3 separate regions of the Gossypium hirsutum genome follow, and all the other regions are linked to region 3. The links are chromatin contacts, called in public Hi-C maps. All regions are on one chromosome and are shown on one strand. Each heading gives the region's core, a stretch centred on a gene start, on an enhancer-like site or on the middle of the called end of the contact. The rest is flanking DNA. Distances are from core to core; before and after follow the strand shown.

What was found. A called contact is a pair of places that touch in the nucleus more often than the background predicts.
Region 1: a contact with region 3 is called in a Hi-C map of leaf, with 2.3 times the contacts expected there. The contact joins two enhancer-like sites. A contact is called at or near these places in 4 of 34 Hi-C or Micro-C datasets (fibers, leaf and seedling).
Region 2: a contact with region 3 is called in a Hi-C map of leaf, with 3 times the contacts expected there. The contact joins the promoter of LOC107948834 here to the enhancer-like site in region 3. A contact is called at or near these places in 16 of 34 Hi-C or Micro-C datasets (anther, callus, fibers and 4 more).

The regions. Positions count from the first base shown.
Region 1 is chrA04:74,750,920-74,754,681 of Gossypium_hirsutum_v2.1, reverse strand. No RefSeq gene overlaps it. Among protein-coding and RNA genes, the nearest start is that of LOC107949364, 8.5 kb to the left of the region's middle. Within about 2 kb of position 2,326, at least 3 of the 9 cell types and tissues checked have an H3K27ac peak or open chromatin away from gene starts, as enhancers often do. A contact at or near this core is called in leaf, where this site is marked.
Region 2 is chrA04:74,670,746-74,674,274 of Gossypium_hirsutum_v2.1, reverse strand. LOC107948834 (BEL1-like homeodomain protein 9) reads left to right here and starts at 1,773. Exons shown (of 4, transcript XM_016883487.2): 1 at 1,773-3,386. The coding sequence starts at 2,409.
Region 3 is chrA04:74,711,133-74,714,662 of Gossypium_hirsutum_v2.1, reverse strand. No RefSeq gene overlaps it. Among protein-coding and RNA genes, the nearest start is that of LOC107948029, 34 kb to the right of the region's middle. Within about 2 kb of position 1,927, at least 4 of the 9 cell types and tissues checked have an H3K27ac peak or open chromatin away from gene starts, as enhancers often do. A contact at or near this core is called in leaf, where this site is marked.

The DNA.
Region 1 (3,762 bases), core at 1,077-3,576, 40 kb before region 3:
ACAATAAATTAAGTTTAAGTCTATTTAAAATATTTATTTCCTTTGAAACCATTTACGTTGCGGAAGCTTTGCTCGAAAATCGTGATATTTTGAAAATAAGTAAATTTATAAAACGCGCTTTAGAGCTAACCAATTTAATATCCTAAAATATTAAAAATAATAAAAAGAGCGGCCTTATTACAACTTAAACTAGAATAAAAATGATCAAAATAATAAATGCGAAACTTATTTTAAAGAAAACAGAAACTTAATCTTCGTGGCCACTCTGAATCCCGCCCAGCTCCAAGTCCATCGATCTAAGGCTCACCTGCAAAGATGGGAAAAAGGGGGGTGAGTTTGGAAAACTCAGTGTGTAAAGTATCCCAACCAGAGCCCAAATCAGTTCAAGCTTTACTGGGCCTAAGCCCTATTCAGAATTTAGTGTTAACTGGGCCTTAGCCCATATCAATATTAATCTGGGCCATAGCCCCTTACAGTAACAGAGTATACTGGGCCTAGCCCATATCAGTATCAATCTGGGCCGTAGCCCTATTACAAGTCGGGATATATTGGGCCTTGCCCATATTGACACAGTTGGGCCCATTTCAATATAGTCTCATATGATTAGTGCATGATAACCCCATCCAACCCTGCACTTGCCTCCGTCCATCCCTACACTTCCTGTGGGGAATAAATCACCCACGCCATCCCTACACTTACAGTGTTAGCACCGGTTGCGGCACTAACTATAATCCGCAGCAAAGCTGCTTATATCAGAATATGTGGCACAGCCACCAGAACGGGTTCTTCCTCTATAACAAAACCCAACCCCATGCAACAGATATACATGTCATGGCATATAACAAACAGAATCAGATTATCATGCATTTCAGTCAAAATTAACCCTAGGGGTATAACGGTCATTTTGCACCTAGGGGTAAAATGGTAATTTTCATACTTAGGGGTATTTTAGTAAAATTTACTATTCTAGAGTTTACATACATATTCTAACCATTAACACATTAATGGAAGCACTTACCGAGCGTTTTTACCGAATCGGGCCCGTTGGCCCACTAACTATTTTCGGCCCATTAAGCCCAAATATACTGAAGTGCACGAAATTGTGCACTCTGCAATCATACTTCTTGTGATTACCAAAATTAACAACCAAACCACCTCATGAGCGCTCGCACGCTCGCATGTTCACAAATGCCAACTTTTCAGCTTTTCGGCTTTTCGGCTTTTTGGCTTTTCGGCTTTTCGGCTTTTGCTGATCTAGTCTATGAGTGGGTGTCATTTACACACCTGTTTTATGACGATTCGCTAACGAGATCTCCCCCACGATTAACCTTGTTGATCTTACTAGCCTCCAAATAGATCTTGATCGCTAGCCTTCGATGCGCACATATAAAAAAAATTGAATGAAAAATACTTAATTTTAATCTTGGCAAAAATCGATAGTCTCCCTTAAGTATTTAGGGGTTTTCAGCCTATCCTCGAATTACTAAATAAAAAAAATAAGTTCTGAATGCTTACCACCAAAGACGTTCTTGTCAGAAGCGTTTCCAACACTTTTCAAATCTTAGATCCACTGTGAATCTATCTTAATCGCAAGTAAGAAATAGATCTAAAAATTAATTCTCAAATCACTAAAGTATGGATGTTTCAGATTTTAGTATAATGAAAAAGAGAAAATAGAAAAGTAGAACAGAGGAGATGACAGTACAGATTCAGCTTTGAAGGAAATTAAAGAAGGAAGAGATGAGATAAAAGAAAAGAAAGAAAAGAAGAGTAAAAGAAGATAGGTTCGGTTATTATCGATGAAGGAAAGATGAACAAAAAGGAAATATTCATAAAAGCCAAAATTAAAAGAATAAAATACGGTACTTAATGCTCAATAAAAATTCTTTCTAATTTCAAATTCGCTTGCTTTGCTCCATGAATTAGGCATTTGAAATTTATCCAACCACCTAGCAGCCTTATCCACCGTTTGACCGCTTCAGCCTGCTGCCTGGGAAGAGTTTCGGTCAAACTCTGACTCTCCCCCATGTGAGCAGCAAAAATACAAGCCTTCCGTGCGTGAGGTGAGGCTTGAACCTCAGACCTCCGTCTGCCCTTGTGCCTTCGCCCGTGCTGCTGGCCACTGCACCATGCTTCTCTCTTTACTTATATACGGTCACAGTTAATTATAAACCTTACCTGCTGAAGTCTTGGTCCGCCTAAAAACAAACCAAAATAACGGCAGCACCTGGATTCGAACTCGTGCCCTCTCAGTCCCTTTAACGCGCTGCTGCCACTGTACCAAAATAACTCATCTTAACCCTTATTTAGCCGCGATCTACATATTAAAAAAAAAAAACACAAATTGTGCACAACGTGCCTTGAACCCAGGCTCCTCCCTGGCCACTAGGCCAGATGCTTGCTTCTGACATAAATTAGCCTGAACTATTAATAAGGCCTACCTGTGACAGCCCTTGGTTTTTCTAAAATAAAAACTCACATTTGCGCACGCAGGGAATCGAACCCCTGCTCCCTTCCTACTGCTTAACACGCCTAACCACTTGGCCAGATTCCTCCTTGTGTCCAATTTTAGCCCAACTTATTAATAAACCTTAATGCCTAGATCCCCTAAAGGAGCAAAAATAATAATTTTTGCTAAAGTCTTGGTCCAAATTTTTCCCACACTTTAAATACATTGTAATTTATTTAAAAACTAAAATAATAATAATAACCATAATAATGAAAATTTCAAATACGATAATATATATTTTTTCCTAATAATAATTATAATTTCCATAAATCAATAAAAATAGATACAGTAAAATTTTCTAATAATATGTTAATTTAAACACTAAATTAACAACAATAATTTTATAAATATATTTGTATCTAATAATTATAATGATAATAATTTTCATAAAAATTAAAATATTAGTAATAACATAAATATTTTATCAATATATATTTTTTTAAACACTAGTAATATTTAAAACTTCTCAATATTCAGGTTTTCTTCTATCCGAATCCCAGACTCAAAGCCCAACTCTTCTAGGCCCAATTTTTGGGGCGTTACATTAAAACCAAGAGATTTTTATCCAAGCATTTTGAGATGAAAGATCTTGGGGACGCCTCTTTTGTTTTAGGAATTCAGATACATCGAGATCGATCTCGAGGTATTCTTGGATTATCACAAAAGAGCTATATCGATAAAGTACTCAAAAGGTTTGGCATGCAGAATTGTAGACCAGGTGACACCCCTGTCGCTAAAGGAGACAAATTTAGTCTTACTCAATGCCCTAAAAGTATGTACGCATCCGGACATTGCGTACATTGTTGGGATGTTAGGTAGATATTTAAGCAACCCTGGTATAGACCATTGGATAGCAGCCAAAAGGGTTATGAGATATATTCAGAGAACAAAAGATTACATGCTTACTTATAAGAGATCAAATCTCTTGGAGGTCATAGGGTATTCTGATTCTGATTTCGCTGGATGCCAAGATAGTAGGAAATCTACATCAGGCTATATTTACCTGTTAACCGGAGGAGCTATATCTTGGAAAGTGTCAAATAGACACTTGTAGCTTCGTCCATTATGGCAGCAGAGTTTATAGCATGCTATAAGGCATCAAACCATGGAATATGGTTGCGGAAATTTGTCACAGGGCTGCGCATTTTGGAGAATGTAAAAAGACCACTCAAATTATTTTGTGACAATAAGTCAGCAGTGCTGTATTCCAATAACAACAGGAGTTCATCTAAGTCAAAGCATATTGACATAAA
Region 2 (3,529 bases), core at 524-3,023, 40 kb after region 3:
CAAGTTTTGTATGAAAAAATAAATGATTTGTTATGAAATATATTTTATTTCCATAGATGAGAATTAAACCCACTATTTTAAAGGATGGAATATCACTACACTACACTACACTTCATAATTTATCAAATAAATTATTTATCTTATGCAAACAAATTATCTCATAATACGTTTTGTAAAATAATAAGGTAAAAGAATATATCATAATGAATAAGACAACTGTAAGTGTAAACTCATTTTCCTTTTCTGAAAACTTTCAAACCCTAGCTCTTGTTTGGCATAATGGTTCGCTAGGTCGTTTGCCACCCATCTTTCCCTCGATTGGTCTTCATCTTTCCACCCTCTTCCATGTCAAGCCTAAACTTCGGTAAAGACTTTTTAAAGTTTGCATCTCTTGATTTAAATAATTTTTGAGAGAAATGACCACTTAGGTCAAAATTTAAAAGTTTGGACCTAATCTCGAAAATTTCTTATGAATTTAAAAAATAAAAACAAATTAGAAAGTTATGTTAGATGTAAACTTAATCAATTATTAATGAGTTGATGATTTCGTTATATGAAACCATAGCTAGAAGAAAAATAAACACTTCAACTGTAAATATGCCACATAAAGATCTACAAGACATCAATGATTTCATTTACTTTTGTCCAGGAAATTTAAAAAATGATTTTTGGCAGGTTACACGATTATATGGTGCAAAACTTTTATATATAAAAATACAGATATAGAGACAAGAGAATCATATAATATAAAAAAAAAGGCAAATATAAAATAGGTTCTAACATTAAATTTCCTGTGGAATAAAGGTTAATCATATATCTTACTTTAGCATCAACTACGAGTCCCTTAATATAACTCTTAAAAACAGAAAAATAATATATACACACATTGATAAGATAAAGTATATATACTTGTTCAATGTTAGGTTTATTTAACTTTTATTTGTGGGAATTTAAATAAAATATTCATTTTGAAACATGAATTCATAAAAGAAAATGTATAATTGAATATAACTCTAAATTTTTTTTATTTTTCTATAAATAATGATTTTTAGTAAATTTATAATTGAATCGAGATTCATTTGATTAATGAGTGACATCATGATAATCTAAATTGTATCAAGTTAATCGTTTGGTTGAAATAAGAATTGTTAGGGTACTAATTTTGAGAAAGATTTTAGATTAATTGAATTGAGAGTTGATATAAATTAATATAATTGAACCGATTTTTAATATTTTATTAATTTATTTAATTTAACTCTTTAAATCAATGAAATTAATTAAATTATTGATCATTAATCTAACTCGAATTGGATGTGGTTTTAAGTAAACAAGATATATTTTGTTAAAGTTGAAAAAGAAAACACAATAAGTTGAGAAAATAATAAAGATTAGAAGAAAGAAAACATCGTAAAGCGAAAATCGAAAGCATTGGAGGGATAGATGGGATTGAGTGTTAAGATCGGCAAACTCAGCCTGTCTTTCATTCATCAATCTCCTCACGTGCGTCATCACCTCAGAGGCAATGATCGTTTTTTACACAATAAACCAAATTTTCACATCTTCATATTTATGAAATCAAAATAATAAAATAAAATAAAATAGGTTTTATTTTTTTCATAAAGATATGAATAGTCAGTCATAGAATATAATAATAAAAAAAGCTACTTTTTTTTTTCTTCTTTTTTGATTTGCTGGTTAGAATAACCCCATAGCATAAAACACCAAAAGAATAGATAAAACGACAAAACATCTCCCCCAACCTTTGTCAGAAATATCTGCAACACAGTTAGTTCAATTATTACCGCAAATAGCCGGTCATCTTCCGGTCTCTCGAAACCCTATGATCACCAGACGTTCGAAGTGGTCAGAGAGAGAAAGATCACAGAGAAAAAAAATAAACAAAGATTCCGTTCGAGTGCCGGTGTGCGTTTTTTGAGTTTGAGAGTGAGTGGCTAACATGACATTGAGTTCATTTCTTTTTGTGTAAGGAAAAAAAAAAAAAGAACCAAGGAGAAAGATGTGTGAAGTTTTTTAAGTCCCAGGGCCAAAATTTCTGTATTTCTTGAACGAATCAGTTGTTAACTGCACCAGCTTTCTCTTCTCTGCCATGATCAACCTTTCATTAAATCATTTACAAAATATAACCCACACCTTTTATCTTTTTCACTGTTTTTTCTCTAATCAAATCCTTTTTTAATATAAAACCTTACAATATCAAGGATATAGTCATCTTGTTCTACCTATTTACTTTCTCTCTTTGGTTGCTGTTTCTCTTTTCTGTACCCTTTTCAATAAATTTCATTTTTTTTTCTGGGGGGTTTTCTTGTAGACTGAAACAGTAAAAACTGTGTGTGTCTATCTCTTAGAGTTTCAGCTAGAGAGTTTTTTTTTATTGTTTTTGTGTGGCTATGGCGGAGGGTTTCGAGCCCTACCATGTCCCACAACAAAGCAGAAGAGATAAGCTAAGAATTGTGGCACAAAACCACTCAGCTTGTGTTGAATCGACGGCTGTTACACTTTCAGGCTGCTCAGGTCTACTTCCTTTGTACGAGGCTTCTCTTCTTTCCTCCGATTTGTTGACTTGCGCTGCCAACGCTAGTGCTACCCATGACTTTCACCATCACCAGGCCAACCAGCTTTCGGCTTCGGCTTCTGGTAAAAACAGTAGCCTCGTTTGTGGAGTTAAAGGTGTGAATTCCATGGGTTTTGTTGGTGGGGTTGTTAATGGTTCTTCATCAGCTTCTCATCATCACCCTTATTTGGACGGACAATCGTCTTTACCCGTGAACCCTAGCTCTATTCATGATATGAATAACAGCCCTTTCCTTTATACCCCGCAAAACCTTCAAACCATAAGAGATTTTGACGAGTCTTATAACAGTGGTGGTGAAGTCGTGGTTTATAAACCTGAACCTTTGTCCTTGAACCACGAGTCCAGTGCCACTGCTCAGGCCTTGTCTCTTTCTTTATCTTCTCATAATACCCACCAAAACAATCTTCCTTTGGAGCTAAATCTACAGAGATACGGGTCTGCTATCTATAGTGACAAGGTCACTGACAGTGGCTATGTGGTTCCAAGCATTATTCGTGGCAGCGCTTCTACGTCGAATGAGGTTTCCAGGGGCTCCCTCCCTCTCGGGCCTTTCACTGGCTACGCTTCGATTTTGGAAGGATCCAGGTTTTTGAGGCCCGCCCAGATGTTATTAGAAGAGCTTTGCGATGTGGGTAGGGGACTTTATGCTGAAAAAATGACTCCTGATTCTTCTTTGATGGACCCTTCATTGCAGAATTTGACTGGTACTGGAATTATTGATGATTCTCTCAGTGGGGGGGATGGTGGTGAGAGTAGAAGAAAGAAGTCGAGGCTAATTTCAATGCTTGACGAGGTTAGCTTCTCATTTTCATTTCTTCTGATTTGGGCTTTGATATATATGAATGATCCGGCATGCAGTTCATTTTTGATGTACTTTTTTTTTGTTTGGGTTTTCATGGTTGGCAGTCCTGGTTTTCTGTTCTGCGAAGTTGGTCT
Region 3 (3,530 bases), core at 678-3,177:
AAAGCTCTTTATGGTCTTAAGCTCCATGGGTATGGTTTAAAAAACTCAAGATTTATTTAGTGTCAATTGGATTCTATTCAGCAAAATCTGATGCGTCTTTGTTTATAAGGAGAAAGACTAGGGGTGTCATGTTTTTACTCCTGTACGTTGATGATATTATACTGACCGGGAATAATGAGGTAGATATTGCAGACTTTGTGAAATATCTAAATGTCGTGTTTTCACTAAAGGATTTAGGGTTGTTGCATTATTTTTTTTAAGAATTGAAGTCAAGTATATTAACAATAGGTTGTTTCTTAGTTAGAGAAAGTATATTACAGAATTGTTAAAAAGAGCTCATATGGACTAAGCTAAAGGTCAACCAACGTATATGGTAAGCACATATGCACTTTCGACCACTAGGGGATGTTAGAGTGTTAATAAATTAGAGTATTAGTGAATCAATTACGATTTGTTATTCAGTTGTTAAATAGTTGTTAAGCTGCTAAGCAAGAGTAGTTAGTAGTCATCTACTATAAATATCAAATCATTGTGTACAGAGACGACTAACAATGAAAGATACTGAATACAATTCTTAATCATAAGCTTTCTCTTATTTTCAATACAGTTTTAGGTTAAGTTTACCTTAGATTTTAACAGGGGAGACGCTTTCATTGATGTACATGAGTATCGGAGCATTGTTGTATATTGTGATAACCAGACCTGAAATTGCATTTGCAGTAAATCACATATGTCAGTTGCTGCATCAACCATTAGATTTGCATTTCAATTCTATGAAGAGAATTTTGCGTTAATTGAAGGGTATGCTTGATCATCATTTGATGTTTTGGCTAGCATTGCAACTATTTATTGAAGGGTTTGCTGATGCGAATCTGGGATCAGATGTGGACTATAGACACTCTACCACCAGATATTGCATCTTCTTTGGTGGAAATCATGTATCATGGTCTTCTAAGAAGCAGTAAGTGGTCTCTTGTTCGACAGCAAAGGCTGAGTATCGAAGATTAGCCTTTGCCACAGCTGATGTTATGTGGCTTGAGTCCTTAGTCATGGAGTTAGGAGTTGCAATGGATGATAAATCAAGAATCTGGTGCAATAATACTAGTACGGTTGATGTGTCCGCGAATTCGATTATGCATTCCAAGTTTAAAGGTGTTGAATTAGATGAGAAATTTGCAGAGGGACAACTATTTATTGGTGAAGTTCCTGGCTATGATAAAGTGGTAGACATACTTACTAAGCCCTATCTGCTCCATCATTTTGCCGGTTACGAGACAAGCTAGGCGTTCCCTTGCTACCTTCTTCAAGTGATGCCTTGTGTTCATCTCAAGTATGATTTCTTCTTGTTGGTTAATTTTGTTTTGTTTTTCTTGGTTTTTTTAGGAAACATAACAAGCGGAGATTGATAGGTGAATGTTAAGTTATCATATTAGCATAGGTTAGTTATTTACTAGTCTGTTATGTTAGTTTAAATATGGTTGTAACTTCTTTTACTGTTAACAACTAAATTGATTGTCTAGGATGAGTTGTTAGTAACAACCTTATCAGTAATTAGTAGTTTCCTATTGTATAAATTGAGTTGGGCTCCTATTGGGAGCTATTACAGCTAAATAAATAAAAAGGAGTAGCTATTTTCATTCTTTCTATTTTGTTCACTCATCTATAAACTGATCAATAAACACTGTAATTAATCTAAAGGCGCGACCCTTAGTTACCCAACATATAAGATTGCATATTCAGAATTCATTTGCCATAATTTTTTAAGTGATGCTGTGCCGTCTACGTTATATCATGCACGAGCATAAATTCATAAAAACGCTGGTGAGATGGTCAACACCCTATTGACAAAGGATGCTGTTGATGACTTTGCCTCTGAGCTTTACCGTCTCAGATCCTATAATCTGTAGACTCTACTAAGTTTTACAGACCCAATTTTCAGATTCATCATTACCTCATTATGAAATTGGAAATGGGCTTCAACCCTACACCAATCCATTCATTTTACATTTTCAGTAGGCTAACTTCACATGAACCCATAACGCCTACAAGTAGATCAAAATCCAAACATGTTAAGCCCAAAAATTCGATGCAACTTTTCATATGTTCTGATCTTTCACAAGTAACTCTAGTTATTAAGAACCACGTGTTAACTTGGCATTTTCCTCTAGGCAAATTAATCACACAAGTCGGTAAGGAAAATCCATTCAAAAAATCCTTGTCTTAACAAGTTCATTTCGCATCAGATAATTGAAGACTGCAACACACTTTGAGTGGAACACACAGAGTAAATGTCTGTGTTTCAAATGATGGTGCTCACAGCTTGCCTGCACGACAATTATTTACTCTTTCTAACGCATCCAAACCCCTCATTTTTAATGAGGCCATGTGACAATTTTTTTTTTTCTATTTGCCTCCATTGATAATAGTATGGCATTAAATGACATACAACATGTTGTAACTTTGTTTTGTTTGTGATACCCCTTCTCTCATTGCAGGTAGTTGAATTGGATCAATCACTCTCTTAATGTTTGATTATTGCACGTAATAGTGGCAGGTTTTCTTCTTCTTCTTCTTCTTCTTCTTCAAAGCATTAGGGAGCCGATTAAGAAGTAAGAAAATGTGGTGAAACGATTAAGAGGAAATAAAAATGATTGTGAAAGTGTAAAAACAATGCATGATGAACAGTACGAGCAGTAGTACAGTACTGAGGTGGGCGGGCCTTTAAAATGACTTTTTTTAGCTAAATTGGTTCATATTGAACGTATTCTTAAATGGGGAATCCAAATTTATTTACTAGTAAAAGAAAGGAAAAAGATTGATTTGTACAGTTAGTCGTATAAAATTTCTGGTTTGCCAGTTATGTAGATATAGTATTAAATAGACAGAAGCATGGGGTTGGGGTTGGGTCATTGGGAGTCCCTTTCATCTTTTTCTCCTTAAAGCGGATTGGAACATGGTGAAGCTGAAGCAGGACATTGCACCAATGTTTGTTCTTTTTATTGTAATAATAATTATTATTATTTGTAAAAGGAATGCTTTTTATGGGAAAACAGTGCTAAGTCTTAATTATTGTGTTATATTGGCCAAACGAGTAAATCTTACTTTGTAGGCAATTCCAAGTTATGGTCACAAAAAAAAAAAAAACGTTTTTATATATTAATTTACACGACGTGGGTGGGTGAAAAAATTAATATAAAATCCAACAGTGATTTTAATTAAGGTGGTAAAACTTTTTTTAAACTTTAATAAAATAGTAAATTTGAGATAATAAAAACTTTCATGATTCTCATTATGTTTTTTTTTTAAATTTATCAAAATATAAAGGATATAAAAACTATTAAAATAATGTTTTTTACGTTTGTAAAAGTAATAAACTTTTAATAATTTTATAATTAAATTGATAAGTGATATTAACGATAGTTTATATTAAAATTTGTCATACTCACCATCTGTGACTATAATTAATCTCCTCACTACAGGTGTTATCTAATAAGATAAACAACTGACTATAAAATGTGCTACCTCTATTT